Linked DNA regions of Gossypium hirsutum: region 1 is linked to region 2. Evidence: chromatin contacts called from public Hi-C data. All regions are on one chromosome and are shown on one strand. Each heading gives the region's core, a stretch centred on a gene start, on an enhancer-like site or on the middle of the called end of the contact. The rest is flanking DNA. Distances are from core to core; before and after follow the strand shown.

The links. A called contact is a pair of places that touch in the nucleus more often than the background predicts.
Region 1: a Hi-C map of hypocotyl shows a contact between it and region 2, with 2.8 times the contacts expected there. The contact joins the enhancer-like site here to the promoter of LOC107912811 in region 2. A contact is called at or near these places in 7 of 34 Hi-C or Micro-C datasets (callus, hypocotyl, leaf and 2 more).

What each region holds. Positions count from the first base shown.
Region 1 is chrD11:20,774,233-20,780,393 of Gossypium_hirsutum_v2.1, reverse strand. It overlaps LOC107912807 (transformation/transcription domain-associated protein), which reads left to right. Exons shown (of 35, transcript XM_041106461.1): 32 at 16-294; 33 at 498-1,049; 34 at 1,144-1,353; 35 at 1,456-1,706. The coding sequence ends at 1,575. It also overlaps the pseudogene LOC107911036. Among protein-coding and RNA genes, the nearest start is that of LOC107912808, 20 kb to the right of the region's middle. Within about 2 kb of position 1,888, at least 4 of the 9 cell types and tissues checked have an H3K27ac peak or open chromatin away from gene starts, as enhancers often do. A contact at or near this core is called in hypocotyl, where this site is marked.
Region 2 is chrD11:20,682,820-20,688,850 of Gossypium_hirsutum_v2.1, reverse strand. LOC107912811 (calcium-dependent protein kinase 28) reads left to right here and starts at 3,068. Exons shown (of 12, transcript XM_016841150.2): 1 at 3,068-3,670; 2 at 4,280-4,410; 3 at 4,626-4,667; 4 at 4,802-4,913; 5 at 5,007-5,085; 6 at 5,646-5,815. The coding sequence starts at 3,293.

The sequences.
Region 1 (6,161 bases), core at 639-3,138, 93 kb before region 2:
CTCTTGGACCTCCAGGAAATTGCACCTGACCACACAGTAAAGTTAGATCGTGTGGGAGCTGATATACAAATTGTTAGAAGGCATGGAAGCAGCTTTCGTCGTTTGACGCTGATTGGCTCTGACGGTTCTCAAAGGCATTTCATTGTCCAGACTTCTTTGACTCCTAATGCTAGAAGTGATGAGCGGATATTGCAGCTCTTCCGTGTAATGAACCAGATGTTTGATAAGCACAAGGAATCCCGACGTCGTCATATATGCATTCACACACCCATTATAATTCCTGTTTGGTCGCAGGTGATCAGTCTTACCTGTTAATATCTCCAATTCCTTGATTTCTTTTATTGTTTGTGTAGACCTGCAAAATTTTCTGTAGATATCGTGCAAGAAGCTTTTTGTAGCTTTGCATCCATGGAGACTGGAATGCATGGCAGTTGGTTCGATCATGCTATTCCTGTTTTATTCCCATCAAGATAAACGAATAACTGATTCTTTAACAGGTGCGCATGGTTGAAGACGATTTGATGTACAGCACATTCCTTGAGGTATATGAAAATCACTGTGCAAGAAATGACCGAGAGGCAGATCTTCCCATCACCTACTTCAAGGAGCAATTAAACCAGGCTATATTGGGGCAAATTTCCCCTGAAGCCGTGGTAGATCTCCGCTTACAAGCATATAATGATATAACAAAAAATCTTGTAACAGATGGCATCTTTTCCCAGTACATGTACAAGACCCTGCCAAGTGGCAATCATATATGGGCTTTCAAAAAGCAATTTGCAATCCAGTTAGCTCTGTCGAGTTTCATGTCTTTCATGCTACAAATTGGGGGAAGGTCTCCAAATAAGATTTTATTTGCAAAAAACACGGGGAAAATATTCCAGACAGATTTCCATCCTGCATATGATGCGAATGGAATGATCGAATTTAGTGAACCAGTGCCCTTCCGTCTGACAAGGAACATGCAAGCATTCTTCTCCCATTTTGGTGTGGAAGGGCTTATTGTATCTTCAATGTGTGCTGCGGCACAGGCTGTAGTCTCACCCAAGGTATGTTTTCTTAGCATTGGTATCAAAACCAACACATGGTCATGTTGACGACAATATTTGATTCACATATTTATTCCTCTGCGGTGCATTGCAGCAATCGCAGCATTTGTGGTATCAACTGGCCATGTTTTTCCGTGATGAGCTGCTTTCTTGGTCTTGGAGAAGACCACTCGGGATGCCACTTGCCCCTGCCGCTGGAACTGGTAGTCTGAACCCTGCTGACTTCAAAAATAAGGTTACCACCAACGTGGAGAATGTTATTGGCCGGATCAACGGAATAGCTCCACAGTGTTTCTCTGAAGAGGTATAAAATTGTGTGTTTTATTATTATTATTTTCTTTCTGTTACCTGTTTCTTTGGTGGTCTGGTTTTAAACGCTTACGGGTGTTTTTTCTGGTGCATTCAGGAGGAAAATGCAATGGACCCACCACAGTCAGTACAGAGGGGTGTTACCGAGTTAGTTGAGGCTGCCCTGCTACCCAGAAATTTATGTATGATGGATCCAACATGGCAACCCTGGTTTTGATTGTATTTATGGTATCCTCTAAATGTCCAATCCTGTTGTAGATAATTTATAAATGTAGAAATTTTCAGATTTGATTTTTGGCACCAAATCTGGAAATGTATTTGAAGTTAAATCCCACGAAACATTCATTCTGCTTTTGGCCATGAAAAACTTGAGATGACAAAAAATGACAAAAAGAATGAATGGTGTAAAGAAAGACAGCCGAGCAATAATGTCCCTAGCCAATCATAAAATGAGATTACTACCAACAATCAAGCTCATCCTCCTCCAGAGGAAAGCGCAGGTGCTTTCCTTTGGGTGTTGGCAACCCCTTCAACCTCATTATATCACTTGAATAGTACTCCAATTCTCTCCACTTTCTTCTTCTCCAATCTCATCATCACTATCGTATATAAATCTCGTGTGCTTTCCCGTGAACATCTCTGTCATGCTTATCTTGCTTATGCATTTACATAGGTCATCCACCAATCCTCCATCTTCTTCATGGTCATAGTATTCAGCTCCCATTTCTTCAAAAGTTTCCTCATCCTCGTATTCATCCTGGGTGCTTGCATTAACCTGGATAGACCAAATAGAGGCGCAGTCGATGTCATCATTGTGGAATGCCGATGTCTTCTCGTTGCTTGCACTACTGTCTGTTATTATCACTCCATTATCGGAACGGCATTCTGATTTCTCAGCAAAATCCAGCAGCAGCGATCTTGTAATCACACATTTCTGTCCTTCAATGTTAGCACTCACCATCTGTCGTATCACATGCCGAAGTATTTGTTAAGTTCAGCAATTTGATCACGAAATAAAAAGGACATCATGCGATGGGGGGGGGGTTAAAAAACTAACCTCAGATATGTTCAACTCTTCTTCGACAACAGGAAGATCCATCAGCATTGAACCCAATCCTCCATCCTCAGAAAGATTAGGGACCTGGGGTGTATTTGCAGGAGTGGGGGCCAAAAGTGCCATTGGGGATTGAAGATGAACAAAAGGGCGGCTCTCCAATGGAACTTTTGAAACCTCAGCCTCTTCCTCAACCTTCTGCAACAGAGTCTTGACTTGACCCCTTAACAAAGCCTCACCAGAACCAGGAGTCATCATTGTCATCATGTTGGTCTTACCCTTACCTACTACAGCAGATGATGGAGTCTTCATTGCAACCCCAACAATCGGCGAATCGTTTGTTATATCAATTAGCGCAGACCTTTCTTCTTCTTCTTCTTGTTGTTTCCCATTTCTTGTTCTTGTTTTAGACGCACTCTTCTCCGATCCTTCAGTCTTTACTTCTACAACAAGACACAAGGAAATTAGTTTCTTGTTCTTTTCCTAAGATAGACAAAGAAATATATATGAAATGAAAAGAGAAGTGAAAATAACTCACTGGAAACAGGGATACCGTTGTTGGAAGCAGCCAAAGTCTCCATTGAAAAGCAACAACTCCGCTAATGAAAGAACGTTAAAACTCTAAAATCACGAAAGATGCCCAGAACCCTTAAAAGAAGATTAGAATTGATGGTTTTTAAAGGGCAAAGAGGAGAGGGGTAGGAGATATGATTTTGATTACGGCTGGAGCGAGGGTTTAATGGGTAACATCTTTATTCTGACCGTTGTAAACAAAACTAGCCGTTGCCCTCGAGGGTTTCTTTTCTTTATTTGATTAATATATTTTTGTTCGTTCAGGGTTCCATTTATCCACTTTATTATGATGGGTTGGTCTTCTCATTTTGATATTTGGCTCCTCTTAGAATTGCGACTACCCCAATGTATTAATTTTTATCTATCTTAAAATTCCTAATTAACATATAATCATTTATTAAAAAATGTATTTATATAATCTATTAATATATTACTTGTAAATTAAGTTTATTTGTAATTTTTTAATTTAATTTATTCATAAAATTATTATTGTTTACCATTTGTTTTCTAAAAGTATGTGTGGGGTCAAAAGCATTTTTTTGGAGCTGTAAAACAATGCTAAACTTACGATTTTTGAAGTTAAAAAGTGCTTTACAAACATACTTTTGAGCTCAAACACAAAAGCTAAAAATAATAACTTCTACAATTCAATGTATTTAATGTATTATTTATATTAGGTATACGATTATTTTCCTATTTAAATTTATTTCAAATATATAATATCGTACATTTGAATTTGTAATGGTCATATTTTAATATTTAAAATATAATTTGTATATTCAAATTACATTTTACAAACAATTAATAATAATTGCTTAAATTATATTTTATATATCAAAATATGAATAATAAATTACAATAAATTATTTTCTCATTTTTGTATTGAAATATCATAATATTGATGAATTTAAACATAATCTAAATGCATGTTTTTTACTTTACAACATATCTAAAATAAATATTTTATTCCTCAAAAATACTATTTGACATTAATACTAAACACTTAAATATTAAACTAAACTTTTTAAAAGTATCTTTTCCACACCACTTTTCAAAAATAATGCTAAACTAACCCTAAAAGAAATCTATAAATGAATCTAGGATTCAACTTTAAAACCTTGTTTTCTTAAGCATCATAAGAATAATCTTCCTAAACACCTAGGTTTAAGTTGTTGGGTTTGGTGCCCTAAGTGTAGTATTTTTGTTTATGTACACTTGTATTTTTTCAATTAAATTGATTTAATAAGAATAACCATAAACTATATTAATACCCTTGTATATTGTCATCAATGCTTTTTGCACGAAAAGTAAAATTAAAGCAAATATTGGTTCATTGGTTATCTAACGTTTAACTAGTACTAAATGGTATTACGTGGTAGGATTATAATACAGAAAGACAACTTATATTAGTAGATGAACCTAAACATGTTCTTAGTCTAATCGAAAATAAGCAAATCGATTGCAAGACTATGTTGTTTATCAAGTCCAATTGGAGAGATGTTTTGTCTTGGGTATCAAAGCGAATGACTCCCAGAAGATAAATATATAGATGTGATTGATTGGATTGATAATACATCGAACAAGACCCAAGTAGAATAAATCTTAAATCCGTTTATGGATTTATTTATTTGTGACATTCATACTGTGACATACCTTAATCTTGAGTGGATGACAGACCATGTATTCGTATTTGTATACTTTGATGTAAGTAGAAGTCTGAGTTCAAATAGATAAGGAAAACGACTTCTGCAGTGTGTAGTATTACATGATAGATGAAAAGTAAATGTAACCACGAATCGTTTGTCTTTGTAATGAATGACTTCATTTGTATTCGATAATAATTTACTTTTCATGAAGGATATCTTATGTGGGTAACACAATTATAACAAGGTCATTGGATGAGCACTAATTGAGTAGCTTTCGTAATGGTATGTAATTGGAGAGAGCTCAGTCACGATACTATAATTAAATGACTTTGTGACTAAATGAGTTTATAATTAATAGGCGAAAATCTGGAACTTAATTATAAATCATTTGAGCCCTAATTACATATGTCTAATTAGTCCTTCCACTAGCTCGTTGAAACTAGAAATGAATTGCATGTAAAATCAAATTAACAAAAATGGTTAGAAATGATAAAGTTAGAGAAATGAGTTACATTCGAAAATGAATGTGGTTTCTCACCAAGTGTGGAAATGACATGAGAATTAATTTAAGTTTTTATAATTATTATTTAATAATTGGCATTAGAAAATGCAGTTAAATTAATTTATCATTATGAATCCGTTGAATATGGAAATTAAATATATTTTCTCATAGATTATTTTACGGTAAAAAATTAGAATTGAGTTGAAAAAATTATTTAATTGAAAATTTAGTTATTTAAACTAATTTAGTAAATAATATTTATTTTGAGAAATAGAAAAACATGGATTGAGTTGGATTAAATTATAAAGTGTTGGGTTAAAAGTGTATAAAGCACGTATAATTGGACCCAATACATGAGATGTCCAAAACCCCTCATAATGCGTATGAGGGGTGACAACCCTAGTATAGTTAACTAGGGTTAGTCGCCCCTCTCTCCTAGCAGAATTAGATGACTTGTATTTCTATTAGATAAGTATTATTTGTATTCTACTAATTCAATCACTCTCCCTATAAATAGATGGCATTGGTACGCTAAAAACACACAAGTTTGGGATATTATTATTCTGCCCGAAAATATTCAAAATTTTTTTCTAAGTTTAAATTCAATTTTCTGGAATAACAATTTTACCAGTTTTTATAAAGAGAGATTTACTTTCCTACTGAAAGTAAGAAAATTATTTTTGGTTCTATGTTTGATTCGTAATTGTTCGAACCTACACTTAAAGCGATTTGTGATACGAGAATAGGGAAGAAGGTCGTTCGATTGAAAGCAGAGAACGTTTAGGATCTGTTTCGCACAAATAATTTTCGAGAAAAGTTTATTGCTATAAATATAAAAAATCGGCTCAATTTTCAAAATTTTAATTATTTGCTACGAGAAGAAACTATTTTTAAATTGAATTTTTTCCAATATATGTCACTATTTAATAGATTTATTTTTTATTTAAAAAATAAATTACCTATATAATCCTATTAATATATTACTTTTTAGATAATTTAGTTTATTTGTATTTTTTCGACTAAATTAA
Region 2 (6,031 bases), core at 1,819-4,318:
GATTTGTTTCACACTGGAGAAGTGATGATATTTGGACACGTTTTTGATAAATTGTGAAATGGTTGAAAAGTCCAAGACTTGTGTGTGTGTTTTTTTTCACAGCTTTTGAAAGTGGGGCTCCATCTATCTCTCTATATACCGTTATTTCAACACGTTTAATGAAATGACTTCAATCCTACACTATCTCAATAATTAAATAAGTAAATGCCCTCATTAAATTATCAATTATCATTAAATTAAATTACAATGTTAATCAATGAATTTCTTTTTTGGTAATTCAATTATAAAAAATCACAAAATAATTATTTAATTATTCAACTTTTTCTGTTTAGTCACCTGCTATTAAATTATCAACGGAACACTTAATAAGAATACATTTTAAATTACATAATTGATGCTCTATTTTATACTATTTTATTTTATTGTTCCCTAAGTTTAGTTATATTTGATGCAACAGAGCAGATTCTCTAAGATTTACTTTTTATATAAAACCCATGGCCATCAATTGCAAAGGGAAAGGGAAAAATATACTTTTAATGGTATCAGTGCACGTATCTCATACGAGTTTAGGTTTCTGGTCCTTACACTTGCCTGTTTAAAAAAAAAAAATCTTCTTTTAACCACTTCTTCTTGAATATCCGATCAACTCTTATCTAATGGTAATTGGAAATACTCAGGCTATCTTCTCAAACATTCACAAGCCAAACAATCCTCTAACCTTGGCCACCATCCACAACTCTATTGAACTTACCTCCACCAATTATCTCTCTTGGAAAATCCAGATCGAATCCATCCTCATAGGTTATGATTGCACAAATTTATTGACGATTCGCATCTCTCTCCGCCTGCCACCATCACCGTTAGCATCGCAATTTCCCCCAATCTTGTATATCAAACATGGCTGAGACAAGACAAACTTCTGTTTGGAGCACTGGTGGGCACAATTTCACCCAACCTTGTGCCACGCATTACTCAATCAAAAACATCTCATGACGTGGCAAACCCTCGCCAACACTTATGCTTGACCTTCTTATGGACATATCAAACAAATCAAAAACAACTTGAAAAACATCTCCAAATGATCACAATCTGTCACTGACTATATGCAAGCCATAAAGACCAAAGCAGACAAACTTGTCACCCTTGGGAAACCACTTGATCATGAAAACTTAATAGTAACTTAGCAACTTTGCTCTTTAACATTAACTTAGCAACTTTTAAAATTGGAATAATAGTAACTTTAACCTTCAACATTTATACATTGTGTAATTTGGTTTTATTTGCAATTTTACTTTTCATTGTGACATTGAGGGTTAAATTTAAAACAATGTGAAAAGATGAAAATTACTGTATTGATCTTTTGTGCGTTTTCATTTTTGGTATATTTTCAATCATATTTAGCTGACTATGTTTTTTTTAGCTTTTAAGTGAAAAGGTCACAAAGAAAAACAAAATTACAAAAAAGATCAAACTACATGATGTGTAAATGTTAAGGGTTAATTTCTTTAGAATCAAAACTAATTGACATAATGTATAATGTTAAGGTTAAAGTTGCTATCATGCCAATTTTAAAAGTTGTTGCATCATCCTTTTTTTAGTCATTTAATGGCATTGGTCGGTGACCAAAAATGATAAAATCAAATAGCTGGATGATCGTTTTGTAACTTTTCTTAATTAGGTGATCAAAAAAGGAACTTACCAATAACTGGGTGGCTACAAGTGTAGTTTACCCTAAGAATTATTAACGGTAAAAGCCAAGGTTATTAAAATATTAGTAAATTTATGTTTCAATCGTCCAACTTCAAAAAGTTACAAAATGGTCACTAAACTATTTGAAAGTTTTCGTTTAAGTCATTAGGCTGTTAAAAAATAATTTTTAAAAAACAAAATTCCTATTACTTTTTAGTTAAAAAAAATTTTATATTTTGAAAATCATATATTCAATTAAGTAAATATTATAATAGTATAATTTTTCATTTTAAATATTTCTTGCTTAAAATATTTTTTTAAAAAATAAAACACTTAGCATTAGTGTGTAAAAAATGTTTGAAATTGTATAATTAAACACATATTTGTCACTTAAAAAGTAAAATGTTAATTATTAATTAATTTGAATAAAATTATTTTACCTATAGTTTATATCTTATTAGCATAATTTTAATTTTTACATATACTATAAGATTGACCTATGTTTAGAAATTATGTATATATATATCTCATATACATATAATAATTTAAGATATTACTTTTATCAAATAAAATATTAAATCACAAAATATATATAAAAATTAAAAAATGATTTAAATTTATTTATGATATAATCATAAAATTATAAAAATAAATTTTTATATATTTGTGTTTATAGTGCACAGTCTGAGAAAACTAGTTTATTAATTATATTTAACTTTTAATTCAAAAAGATCTAACAATAATATTAAAATTATTAAATAAAAAGATTCAAAATGAGATTTACTGTTATTAAATTCATTTTTGGGGTAGAATAAGGAGTAAAAAGTAATTCTACCATTATATCAAATTAAAAACTTACAATTTCTGGAGGATGGGAATTGGGAGATTGTTGGTCTACCTACCAAACAAAACTTGAATTAATTGTCTTAAAAGTTGTTATTTAAGAAATTTGTATAAAGATTTAGTGCAAGACATTATTTTCTTTTGAAGTTACCAATACATAGGTTTATAATTAAAATTAATTAGTTTAAAACACCATAAAAAAGTATAAAATACATCCAAACCATATAATAAAACCTCATATAGGATCATAATTGAGCTACTAAAAACAGCTTAGTTAGGTGAGGGAAATAAACACACAGAAGAGGAAAATCTCACTGCATTTTTCTTATTTTGGAGTTAACTATAAATCTCTATTTTTTCTTTTATTATTTGAATTTAACGATTAAAATTTCATTAAATCAAATTATTAAGTTCTTGAGATTAACATTTTCTAATATATAAAGACTTGAGAGACTGAAAGCACAATTAGACCAATGTAGTGTCGTTATTTGGTCATAACATAAAATAATAAAATAAAAGCGCTTTTGACTATGGGCATGGCCTTGGCAGGCAGCACCTACACCACCATCTCCTTCTTACCTTCTTCCTACCTTGTTTCCTCTCTCATTGCCATTATCTTTGTTTTGGGGGCTTTTAATCATTTACCCTTTTACTATTTATTTATTTTCTTCTCTCTTCTTTTCCTATGGGATTCTATCTCTACAACTCATTCCTTTAGCATACCTTCTTCTTCTTCTTCTTCTTCTTTGTTAACAACATCATGGGAGCCTGTCTCTCCACCACCAAAGTTATTGGCTCAAGCAGCAACGCCGCCGCCCACCACCGCAAACATCAACCCTCTGCCACCACTGTAACGGTCAATGAGAAGAAAGAGTCTCGAAAGCCAAATAATCAACAGGGTCAGCGGCAGCAGGTGAGGAGTTCTCAGCCTTTAAAGGTCAAAGGGAAGCCAAGTTCGACCAGACAAACCGGGATCATACCCTGCGGGAAGCGTACTGATTTTGGGTATCATAAAGATTTTGATCAGCGATACACCATTGGGAAATTGTTGGGACATGGACAATTTGGTTACACCTATGTTGCCATCGACAAGGCAAATGGGGATCGTGTTGCTGTTAAGAAAATTGATAAAAATAAGGTATTCTTTTTTAATGTTTTTGTCATCCTTTGCTTGTTTCTGCTTCTGGCTTCTTGGGATTATTTTGATTCACTTTTTCCTTTTGGCTATATCCGTAGTCTATTATATTCAAGGTGGGATTTTTTTTTCTTCTACTTTGGGTTCCTTAATGGTTATGGGAGTGTTTCCCTTCTCTGATTTGTAACCCAGTGTGGAGAGTTTGTTCTTTTCCCCTTCTGATTGGTCTCAATTAGAAACACCATCGACTTGAGTGTGGTAAAATTAGGTGGGTTATCTGCAATAACCTCGTCGAGCTATGAGGATTTTGAATCCTTTCTTCTTCGGCTTGATAATCTTATTACTGTTTTAAGATCTTGGTATGACAATCTTGTAATAGCCATCTTGTTATAGCAAGTTTACAGCAATTGATTTAACTGTCATGATAGTTGAGCTAAAAGACAGTAGTTGCATCTGAAATCTAATATATCTTGCTGTTTGAACTGACAGTGTATTCAATAGAAGCATCGTAGAGATATTGAATGGAAGATGATGTATTTTTCACTCAATTAACTACTCAAAATTTGGTAGTTCTAATATCTCTTTTGCTTTTTCTTATGTGGTGGGGTGCAGATGGTTCTTCCAATGGCTGTTGAGGATGTCAAGCGAGAGGTTAAAATATTGGAAGCCTTGAAAGGGCATGAGAATGTGGTTCAGTTTTATAATGCGTTTGAGGATGATTCTTATGTATACATTGTTATGGAGTAAGTTTTATGAATATCGTCTTCTTCTATAGCTGTTCTTTGAGTTCTCATTTTCTCTAATCATGTAATTTTCTTGTCTTCTGATGTTTACTTTTGGAAAAAAAGTAATTTTTTTTTCCTTAGCTGGTGACACATCTTTGACCTTGGTTATGTGCTTTTGTATCAATCCTTCTATGTCTTTATTATATCACATTGTCGGTGGTGTTTGATGCTAGGTTATGTGAGGGTGGAGAGTTGCTGGACCGGATATTGGCTAAGTAAGGATGCTTAATTAATCTTGGGACATTTTTTTTTACTGTATTTACGGTCCAAATATAATAATTAGTACTTATCTTGATGGTTTCAATAGTGTCACAACCCGTAGTAATATGTTCTTACCATTTTCTATCAGAAAAGACAGTCGTTATAGTGAAAAAGACGCAGCAGTTGTTGTACGGCAGATGCTCAAGGTTGCCGCTGAGTGTCATTTGCATGGCTTGGTGCATCGTGACATGAAACCTGAGGTTGCTGAACTACAATAACATGGCTTACATGTAAAATTTCTTTAGAAAGTCTTACCACTTGCTTATTGTTCTCTCAATGTTTCTTTACTGTAGAATTTCCTATTTAAGTCAACCAGAGAGGACTCACTGCTTAAGGCTACGGATTTTGGCTTGTCAGACTTTATCAGACCCGGTAAGTAGCATTTGCTTTGTGTAGAGATCTTGCCATTGCTCATGAAATAACTATGTATTAAAAAAAACCAACATCCATCTACTGTGTTATTTAATTTTTCCTACTCTAGCTGTTACATTCATTTCAACTTTTTAATATTAGAATCTATCAAGCACGGACACACCATGTCCCCTGCATATCGATTTGTGCCTGTTTTTGACATGGACAGGATGGAACATGTATCCAATATTTGGTCTTAACATATTTAACATCCAATATTTAAGGCTATGCAGCCTATTTACCAAGATATTTGCAATGTAATTTAACTATTCCAATAATTTATTTATGTAATATAAAATGTTATATACTGATTATATATTTTTTTAAAAACTTTTAGTAGTAAAATATAATGTAAATAATTTTCATATCTTGCTGCATCATGTCCTTGTTTTTTTTTAAATTTGCGGTATCACTGTGTCCATATTGTGTTGTACCCTGTGCCATGTCCGTGCTTCCTAGTTTATACTCATGCTACAAATATCCAACCCATGCAATCCTTAACCATGACTGACTAAATGCAGGGAAGAGGTTTCATGATATTGTAGGCAGTGCCTACTATGTTGCTCCTGAGGTGTTAAAGAGAAGGTCAGGGCCTGAATCAGATGTCTGGAGTATTGGTGTAATTACCTACATTTTGCTTTGTGGCAAGCGGCCCTTTTGGGATAAGACCGAGGATGGCATATTTAAGGAGGTGTAGTACTTTTCCAAATCATGGATCTTGATTTATCTTTTTCATTGAATTTTATGGGTTTCATTCATTCACTCATTTATTATTATCACATGTAGATAGAAAATTACTTTTGCACTATGTTTGTTTCTGCACTAGAGGCATTTCAATGGACTGATTGATGCACTTCATTATCCTTTATGCACTTGTTATGCATGTGTCTACGAGGAAAAAATATGG